Regions from separate parts of the Pan troglodytes genome. Here region 2 is linked to region 1. Evidence: chromatin contacts called from public Hi-C data. All regions are on one chromosome and are shown on one strand. The core of a region is the stretch at or near the end of the contact, and the rest is flanking DNA. Distances in the headings are between cores, read along the strand shown. Region 1 overlaps KIF24 (kinesin family member 24). Region 2 holds the start of DCAF12 (DDB1 and CUL4 associated factor 12).

What was found. A called contact is a pair of places that touch in the nucleus more often than the background predicts.
Region 2: a contact with region 1 is called in a Hi-C map of stem cell-derived neural progenitor cells, with 2.3 times the contacts expected there. The contact joins the promoter of DCAF12 here to the enhancer-like site in region 1. A contact is called at or near these places in 1 of 7 Hi-C or Micro-C datasets (stem cell-derived neural progenitor cells) and 1 of 1 datasets of contacts at active chromatin or transcription factors (stem cell-derived excitatory neurons).

The regions. Positions count from the first base shown.
Region 1 is chr11:81,743,317-81,748,075 of NHGRI_mPanTro3-v2.0_pri, forward strand. It overlaps KIF24 (kinesin family member 24), which reads left to right. Exons shown (of 13, transcript XM_003312047.7): 13 at 401-2,541. The coding sequence ends at 541. UBAP1 (ubiquitin associated protein 1) reads right to left here. Exons shown (of 6, transcript XM_024345614.1): 5 at 4,163-4,264; 6 at 2,402-3,529. The coding sequence ends at 3,389. Among named protein-coding and RNA genes, the nearest start is that of UBAP1, 76 kb to the right of the region's middle. Within about 2 kb of position 1,830, at least 12 of the 24 cell types and tissues checked have an H3K27ac peak or open chromatin away from gene starts, as enhancers often do. A contact at or near this core is called in stem cell-derived neural progenitor cells, where this site is marked.
Region 2 is chr11:81,869,319-81,874,077 of NHGRI_mPanTro3-v2.0_pri, forward strand. It overlaps DCAF12 (DDB1 and CUL4 associated factor 12), which reads left to right and starts at 2,374. Exons shown (of 9, transcript XM_016960749.4): 1 at 2,374-3,770. The coding sequence starts at 3,693.

The DNA.
Region 1 (4,759 bases), core at 580-3,079:
CCTTTGAGACATCTTGAATATAGGTACAGGTGGGAGATGGTGCAACACTCGCCTTTTCCAGGCTAAAATGTTTCCAGCCTCTATCCTCAGCTGCTCTGCCTTCCTAGCGGTTTGTCGGGGCCCCTCCCTGTGACTAACAGTGACCAGTCTGCTGCCTACCACACGTAGGTATTTCTACCAAATACCCTTCTGCCTTACAAAATACTCCTCTGCTTGGAAAGTGTCTCGAATGCAGAGCAGCAGGCCCCACCCTGTGCCATAGCAACTCTCCTACATGTTCTCCCGCTAGAAGAGTGGCCTGGGTTCTGAAACTTTCCTGCCAGAGGAGGGACTGAAAAAGCAGATCTGGCAGAGCGCCAGCAAGAGCAAAAGCTGTATTCGTCCCTTGTTTCCTTCTCAGGATTTTGAAGATTTTGTGACCCAGCTGGATGAAATCATGGTTCTGAAATCCAAGTGTATCCAGAGTCTGAGGAGCCAGCTGCAGCTCTATCTCACCTGCCACGGGCCCACCGCAGCCCCTGAAGGAACAGTGCCGTCTTAGAGCCAGACCCTGTGCTGAGATGGTGGGGGCCCTGCAGGAGTCTGTGCTGGGCTCTCAGGCTGGAGGAGCCTCTGCCAGGTCCTCCCTGCACACACCAGAACCCACACGCTGGTCCTGCCTATGCTAGCGTCACCCCAGCCCCACGTGGCTTCAGATAGGTCCCAGCTTCTCCCTCAGGGACAGGCCCCTGTCCCTCAGTTCCATGCACAGGAGTGCCTCCAAGGGTGGGCCAGGCCAAAGAACCTAATGCCTTTCCCTTGTGCCTAGAGAATATGATTAACTGACCCCTTGCCTGTGGGAATATATTTGGGTCTAATAACCCTGAAGTTTCTAAGTTTGGGGATCAGAGGATGGGGTGGTCAGTGGTAGCCTAGAGGTCAGAGGTCACAAGACAGAGAAGACAACATGCTGAGACCAGAGGCTTCACCAGCTGAATTCTGTGCCTAACTTAGAAGACTAAACACTGGCCCAAACTTAAACATTGGTGCTAGGGGGACAGGGTGGGGTGAGCTCTGCCCCATCAGCCCTTGGAGATTGATTTGGGGATTTAGAGGCGTTTTTGAAAATGTAAATAGCATAAACCTTGACTTGATGTGTCACTGACAGCAGCAGATGTGAGACAGGCCTTATATTTACAGCTCCCTTCCCTTCCTGCAATCCAGTGTTGAGGCAGAAGAGGGTGCCTGTGTCACACATCAATTTTTCTCCTGACTTTTGCTCGGGTGAAAGGCCTCTGTACAATGCCCGATACTCTCATGCTTCCATGGCAGCTCCTGGCTCCTATCTGGGACACCTCACTACCCAGCCCCCTCATGGAATAGTCCATCTCCTAGCCTGGCCTTCATCCAGTTCACCCTGCCCAGCCACCCTGCCTCTCAGGGGTCTGTGTTGGGAACCTTGGCAGTTGAACAGAGTGCTCTGTTCAACAGTCTGAGGCCTCTGAAACAGAATTCACACACAAACCTTCAGCCGAGTTCTGCCTGCTGTGTATCTTTTTAGCAGGAAGCAGCTCAGGACAGGGAAGACAAAGTAGCCTCCAGGTGCCAATTACTTTAAAGCCACTCTGGGTCAAATGGAGATTGATGAGTCACGGCCTTGGCCCGAACGCCCATTACTATGTGAGCCTTTATTTCCTTCAGATAAAGGATAACTTTTTACGGTTTTAAAAGGAGGGCTTAATTAAAAGGCCAAGAAGAGGGTTAAATGGCTCTCTTGAGACACTAGCAGCCTGGTCCAGTCACCCTTTGTCAGCCTGACAGTGCCTCATCTGACCGCCAGGGGGCATCCTTATTGGTGCTTCCCGGCCGCAGGGCACTGCGGCCCCTCCCTCACATGATCACTAAAAACCTTCAAAGACCCAGTCTAGCCAAAAGCTCAAGTGGGACAATGGCACAGTATTAAGGTCAAGGACAAAAACTTACTTTAGGAATGAACCCTATTCTATCATCATATACAACAGCACCACTGAGAGCTGGTGAAACAGTTTAAATCCCGTCCTCTGCTTGTGGCAAATGATGCATAAATGCCTGCTGCTCACAGTAAAAGAGCTTCTTCCTCTTTTACTGGGTGATCCCCCTTGAAGGCCCAGCCTATCCCAACTCCACAGTCAGGAAGGCCTACGTCCTTGGTCCACAGACGGAGCTGGGTCAGGTTTAAAAGACTCAGTCTAGGCTTGCCTTTGCAAACCAAAAACGAGGACAGGTCTGAAGTGGGAAGAAAGCTCCGAAATAGAAAACGGTTAGGTCCTATTCTATCCCCAGCAAATCTAAGCAAGAAATCTCTTTATACACCACATGGCCCCCCCACTCCCATAAAACAAACAAACAGCCTTGGTAATAAAGAAGTTATCACACCAAGACATACCTTTTAGATTTTTATTAGTAGTTCTCTCTGAAGAATCAAAATAGTTAGCAAATTATTTTAGATTCAAGACTGTATATCCCTTGTATTTAGATCTTTAATGATGTACAACATAATACAAAACAAACCAGAGAGACTGATTTCTATGACTAGGTGTTATTCATTGTGTCATCCTAAAGCAGTGGGCTGGAGGGGAAGCTGTTCAAGGAGAACAGAGGTGGAGTTAGTGCTGGCCAACTAAATCATGGCCTGTCTGCTTACCCATTCAGTGTGCTGGGAAGGGGCCAATGATTTCTTAAACTGTTTCCTAGAGCAGGGGCTCTAAAACCCTGGGTAGCAGAGGACTGTGGTCCAAACCAAGCCAAAAGAAACAGGCTGGGGTAGGGAAGCGTGGTGACTGCCTGGCAGAAAAGGCAAACTCTGGGCCCCATAGGGAAAAGTGCATTTTTTGCACCTCAGAGATATTGCAGAACCAGTGTTAACACTATGAGACTTTGTTAGGAGGGGAAAAAATAAAACCCTGGAAGAATCTTTCACTTGAACTCAACTTGACTGGAGTTCAGTCCACCAGTCTCAGGGGAAGGGGGAAGCACCTAGCTCCACAGCAGCACTGAGTCTGGCCCTCCCGCCCCATCTCCCCAGCCCCTCTCAGCAACTAGGCCAGGCTTCAGCTGAGGACATAAACACCCGAGAAAGACTAGGGTAGTCTCTCCGGAGGGCTGAGGTGGGAAGGACACTTCTCAAAATGCAAATGCGTTTAATACGGAAGGAGCCAGGACAGTTCTGGGGGCACTCACATGCCCAAATCTTCCCCACCTCCCCAGCTCAGGGCCTAGGCTCACAGAGACTGGCGAGCAGTCTCCACACCTGACCTTCTAACCCCCAAAAGAAAATCCGGAAGCTGCCCCTTCTCTTTCCCCACAGGTGGGCTCTGCAGGGCCTCCCAGGGATGGTGGTTCTGCGGCAGGGCCTAGGCAGGGCCTGGTCTCAGCTGGCTCCTGCCCGAGCCATGAGGTCTTCCAAAGCATTGTCCTGGTCATTGTTGTGTAATAGCAAAACTTCCTTAATGTCTTTCAGCTCAAAGCCCATCTCCTTAAATTTGCTCATTAACTGAAGAAACTCCATCATCTAAGGGAGAGAAGAGAACACAGATTAAAGAAAAGGGTGGGGTCACAGCACAGCTGAGTGAAGGAGTGTGTGTGTGGGACGGGGACTGGGGGAGAGCAGAATGTCTACATCCTTCCCCCAGAGCCCCGTGAGTCTCCATAAGGTCCCCTAGCAAGCAGAGGTGGGCTGTGGTGGAAGCCAAGGCAGACGGGTTTGGTGACGGCCATCAACCTTCAGGAGTCAGCCCAGTCCCAGCTCACTGTTGCTGAGCTCTGTCTGGGTCCCACCACCCACATCCATCTTCCCACCAAGGAAGGATACTGAACCCAGAAATGGCTGCTCTTCAAGGAGCAGTCTAGGCAAAAAGTCCAGCAATCTCCCTCCCTAATCATCTAAGAAGTTTGGCTTTTAGCCCAGGCCAATATTCCCTTCCCTTCACTGGGATTCTGAAGTTTTCAACCCAATGCTTCAACCACCAAGCCAAACGCAGGCCTCGGCCTGTCTGAATACTTGGGAGATTCTGCCCTTCAAATACTTCTACCTGTAGTCACTGGCAAAGCAAAAAGGTTGTGTGTGGACCAAGGGAGAAAACCAGGATGGACTACTTGGTCCCTCCTTTTCCAGAGGGTTCCCAGGAAGCATGAAGATTCCCACCTTTTCTTCTGAACACTGGTGCATTTCCAGAGCCTCTTCCACTAAAAGAGGGTCGAAGCCCTTCTCACAAAGCTGTCCATGTGCAAAGAGATAGTCGAGAATCTAAGAAAAGAAACAAGGGGTTTAGCACCTACTGCTGCTCTTGGCTGTGCTTTCCAAGAGACCTCAACAAACTAGTGTGTGAAGTCCGTTCCCCGCCCCACCCAGGCCGTCAGATACTGGATAGGATTTGATTTTGTGCCTTGACTGTGTCCAACACAACAGGACCCCGGTGACTCTTTAATGAACACAGGCACAGCCTTCTAAACAGGAGCAGGCATTTTCCAAAGGAATTGCAGCCACAGCTGACACGCCCACCAGAATGGTCAACTCCACAGCCTGGGCAGGCGGCTACTCTAAGAAAACAGCCCAAGTCAGAAAATGTCACCAAGGTCTAACACTCCAGTACCCTATTCAACACTCTGGGCATAGATGAAAGGATGAAAATTCCTGGAAAGAGACATTTGACCATACCCCAAGCCTAGCTCTGCCCCTTTTGGAGAGGCAGAGAAAGGAGGGGGTAGTTGGAGAACAGCTCCAATTCTCCCAAAGCTGTCT
Region 2 (4,759 bases), core at 1,124-3,623, 130 kb after region 1:
CTATCCTCCCACCTCAGCCTGCCAACTCCCAGGTAGCTGGGACTACAGGTACATGCCACCCCACCCAGCTAATTTTTGTATGTTTCTATAGAGACAGGATTTTCCCATGTTGCCCATGCTGGTCTCAAACTCCTGAGTTCAAGCAATCTACCTGCCTCAGCCTCCCAAAGTGCTAGGATTACAGGGGTGAGCCCCGTGCCCAGCAGTGTGTTTGATTTTTTTTTCTTTTCTTTTCTTTTTTTTTTTTTGAAACGGAATCTCATTCTGTTGCCCAGGCTGGAGTGCAGTGGCTTGATCTCGGCTTACCGAAGCCTTGGTCTCCTGGGTTCAAGCGATTCTCCTGCCTCAGCCTCCTGAGTAGCTGGGACTACTGGCGGGCACCACCATGCCCAGCTAATTTGTGTATTTTTAGTAGAGAGGGGGTTTCACCATGTTGGCCAGGCTGGTCTCAAACTCCTGACCTAAGGTGATCCACCCGCCTTGGCATCCCAAAGTGATGGGATTACAGGTGTAAGCCACCACGCCTGGCCTGATATCTTTTATGCAATATTATAAAATTCATTCACATAGTTTTGTCAAGGTGAAATAAAATATATAGATGAATCTCTAAAATTAAAATGTTTTGTGAAGCAGGAATTGTAATTCAGGGCACATGCAAACTGGGTGGTCTTTGCCATGTCTGCAGAACAAAGAGAAGGTTGGAAGTTTTATAAAAAGGAAAAGTGTTATGTATTGCTCTTCAAGAAAGTTCATTGGCACTAGTAAGGTTTTGGGGAGCTGGCAAGTTTTGATTGGTAAGTGAAGGCAATAAGTAAAACTATTTCTGAGAGTCACAGTAGGTTGTTTTAACAGCTATTAGATAAAACTGCTTTCAGATTACAGCACGCAGTTTCAGCAGTGAGGCTCACTAAGAATGCCATTCTTGGAGTACTTACATGCCCTGAGTCCTTTTTCCCCCAGCCACTCTACTACTTTATTATTGTTATCATTATTATTTTATTATTTTATTTTTTAGACAGGGTCTTGCTCTGTCACCCTGGCTGGAGTCCAGTGGTATGATCTCAGCTCACTGCAACCCAGCTACTCAGGAGGCTGGTCTCGAACTCCTGACCTCAGGTGATTGGCCCAACTCGGCCTCCCAATGTGCTGGGATTACAGGCGTGAGCCACCGCACCTGGCCTGCAGTCTTTTAAAGGCGATTGTCAATTAAATTTCCAAAATGGACTTTCATTCTGTTATTTGAATAGAAATGGTGAGCTCTTGGCCAGGCGTGGTGGCTCATGCCTGTAATCCTAGCACTTTGGGAGGCCGAAGTGGGCGGATCACCTGAGGTCAGGATTTTGAGACCAGCCTGGCCAACATGGCGAAACCCCATCTCTACTGAAAATACACAAATTAGTGGGCAACCATCCTGGCTAACATGGTGAAACCCCGTCTCTACTAAAAATACAAAAATTAGTGGGCAACCATCCTGGCTAACATGGTGAAACCCCGTCTCTACTAAAAATACAAAAAATTAGCCAGGCGTGGTGGCGGGCGCCTGTAGTCTCAGCTATTCGGGAAGCTGAGCCAGGAGAATGGCGTGAACCCAGGAGGCGGAGCCTGCAGTGAGCCGAGATCGCACCACTGCACTCCATCCTGGGCGACAGAGCGAGACTCCGTCTCAAAAAAGAAAAAAAAAAAAATTAGCTGGGCAACGTGGCGAGCACCTGTAATCTGAGCTACTCAGGAGGCTGAGGTAGGAGAATCACTTGAACCCAGGAGGCAGAGGTTGCAGTGAGCCGAGATCGTGCCACTGCACTCCAGCCTAGGCTACAGAGTGAGACTCCATCTCAAAAAAAAAGAAAAGAAAAGAAAAGAAAAGAAATCGCGAGCTCTGCTATAAGGTACATTTGGGGATGGTTCCTAGGTTGTGAAGATGAAGTAAAGGAACTTTGAGAAAGAGACTGCAGCAGTGCCCAGTGTGCCCCTCTTGGCACTGACAGCCCGATCTGAGCCTAGAGATTCTCAAAGGATTCCAGACTCTTGCCCAGGGGCTCCTGGGTCATCCAGAGCATTGCGGGGCAAGACAGAATTAGAACAGACTCAAAAAAGGAAGCTGACCCATTCCTGACCCACTCACTATGTGCATATCTCTAAAGGGACAGGCCTGACCAAATAAGATGGAGCTGCCTTTCCCAAGACATTAGGGGTTAGTGGTAGTGCCGACTTGGGATGGCAGGAGACCCTGCTTCAATCTGGTCTTTGATTCGGCTTGGAAAACAAATCCAAATCTCCTTGTTGACAGAACTTGAGATGGTCCAACAGAGCTCCTTGGAGGTATGAGGCCTGAGGCCTGAAGCCTGAAGGGACCAGCAGGTAACTGGGCACCACAGTCTGAGGCCAATCAGCCCGAAGCAAGAGCATCCTGCTTCCTCAGAGGGTTTGTTTGCTTGAGGAAAGTGAAGGCTGGCAGTCATATTCCTTCAGGATCTTCCAAAAATGTTGGCAAGGGTGATCCTGATGAAGACCCCTTGTTTGGAGGCCAATGCCAGCTCTAACTGGACTGGCAAGCCAAAAATGACCACTCTCTTTCCTGTAGTTCAGAATTCCCGACCTGCCCTAATGGAGACGCAACCTGAATCCAAGAGTGAGGCAGGCAGCTACAGATAAGTTTACAGCGTGATGACTACTTCATAAAGCACAAAAGACCATGTGGTTTAGATGGCAGGTCATGGAAATCTAAAGGGAATGGTGAAGTTGCACCGTAAGGGGAAGGTGACTGAGGAGCTGAAACTGACTGAGGGGCTGAAGCAGTTCGGACAGGAGAAAGGATCAGGAGGAGACAGAGCGGAGAATGGAGCCTCAGGGCTACCCAGCGGTGGGAAGAGGGTAGCCAGAGACTCGTAGGGCGGCCTGGGTTGGTTGTGCTGGGCAGGTTCTCAGTGGTGGGAAAGTCTGGCCACACTGCCCTGACTTCCTGACTGGACTTCACCTCGAGGGTGGGAGCGGTTCCTGCCCCCCACCCCCCCACCCCCCTGTCCAGCCCTTGGAGCCAGGGCACGGTTTGTGACAGATTCAGGGAAACGTTTGGTGCCAGATGGGAGGTAACCGGTGGCGGCTACCGGGTTGAGGCCTGCACTAGGGAGGATTCCTTCCCCCAGCAGCGCTGGTGGTCCTCACTTCCGGGTGCCTGCGGATAGGCGGGCTGGGGTCGGAGGTCGGCGGCCAGAAGCCAGATTCCCTTGGCCCCAGCTCGTCCACTTCCATCCAGTAGCAGCCAAACAACCGTTGAAAATGGCCTGGCGGCGGCCGGGAAACACCAGCGAACTATCTTCCAACCCCTAGATCCCGCCCCTCTCGTTCCGGCGGTGTTTCCGTGGCGACGCCGTCCGAAGTGCGGCTGCGCAAGGGTGACGGCGCGCGAGCAAGGGGGGAGGGGGTGTTTTGGTTCTAGCCGCTCGCCGTCCTTGCAGGCTCTGCCGTCGGAAAGCCGCTCATTCTCGCTTCCCCTTCCCTTTCCCGGCCCAAGTCCTTCCTCTCTCCTTTCTTTCCGCCTATCTTTTTTCTGCTGCCGCTCCGGGTCCGGGCCATTTTCCGGGCCGGGCGCACTAAGGTGCGCGGCCCCGGGGCCCAGTATATGACCCGCCGTCCTGCTATCCTTCGCTTCCCCCGCCCCATGTGGCTGCGGGGCCGCGGCGGCGCTGCCCACTATGGCCCGGAAAGTAGTTAGCAGGAAGCGGAAAGCGCCCGCCTCGCCGGGAGCTGGGAGCGACGCTCAGGGCCCGCAGGTGAGGGTTGAGAGGCCGGCACCTGGGTGGTGAGGCCGAGGAACCAAGATGGGCTTAAGGTCCGCAGATCCTGCGACAGGAATCGGGGTCCAAGGTCTGCAGTCAGAGGCAAAACAGGAATGGGTCCAGGGCCTATAGGGTCAGGACTGGACCCTCGTTAACTGGAGGGCAGATAGGCCAGGGCGGTGAGGAGCCAAAGGGGAACTCAGGAATGGGACATAATCCGCGGGAGGCCTGCATTCGTGGATAGGGCTTGAAAAGAAACCAGAATCTTGGCTTTGGAGGAAGGGGAAACCGAAGTTAAGGGAATCGGAAACAAACTCTGGTAGAGTGAACTCTACCTTCCATGGGCCCTAGGAAGCTGGGATGATTGCGTCCCTCCTGGAAGAAGGAAGTAGTCTCCCTATATGTATACCCAACCCTGAGCTGGGCCTTTCGGCGTTTGGACCCCAAAAGAAACAACAGTTCCCAGGTATCATCTCTATGCCGCCCTCTTTGGAGGGGAAGGCCTTCTTGGACATAGATATGGCCTCTGATTTCCCGGGGGCCTACTACCCCGTTGGCGGTTGATTTTTCGAATTCTGCAACTGCCTGGAGCGCGGGCATGATGACAGAGGAACGGTCATTGATGATGCATCCCTGGAAGACCTGGGAGCCAGGTCTGGCTCCTTGGACTGTATCTTCCGTGCTCCAGTGGGAGTACAGACTGAGAGGGAGAAGGGGGCTGGGTAGAGATGCAGCCCATGTCGGTATGGGAATCACTCTACCTCTCATTTCCTTCAATCTTTCACTCCTAAAATGTCTAGTAAACCTTTTAGTCTGTTCTATTCCGCATTCATTCCCTTGACTTTCAGCCCTTGTAATTCACATAGGTAAGTTTGACTGTGAGCAACATCTTTTTAATGTTGGAAGAGTTAAACGACTTTCTGGATTGAGATTCTTGTTCTCTTGTGTTTGTATTTGTGTTGTTTGTAAATTCTGCAGTATGA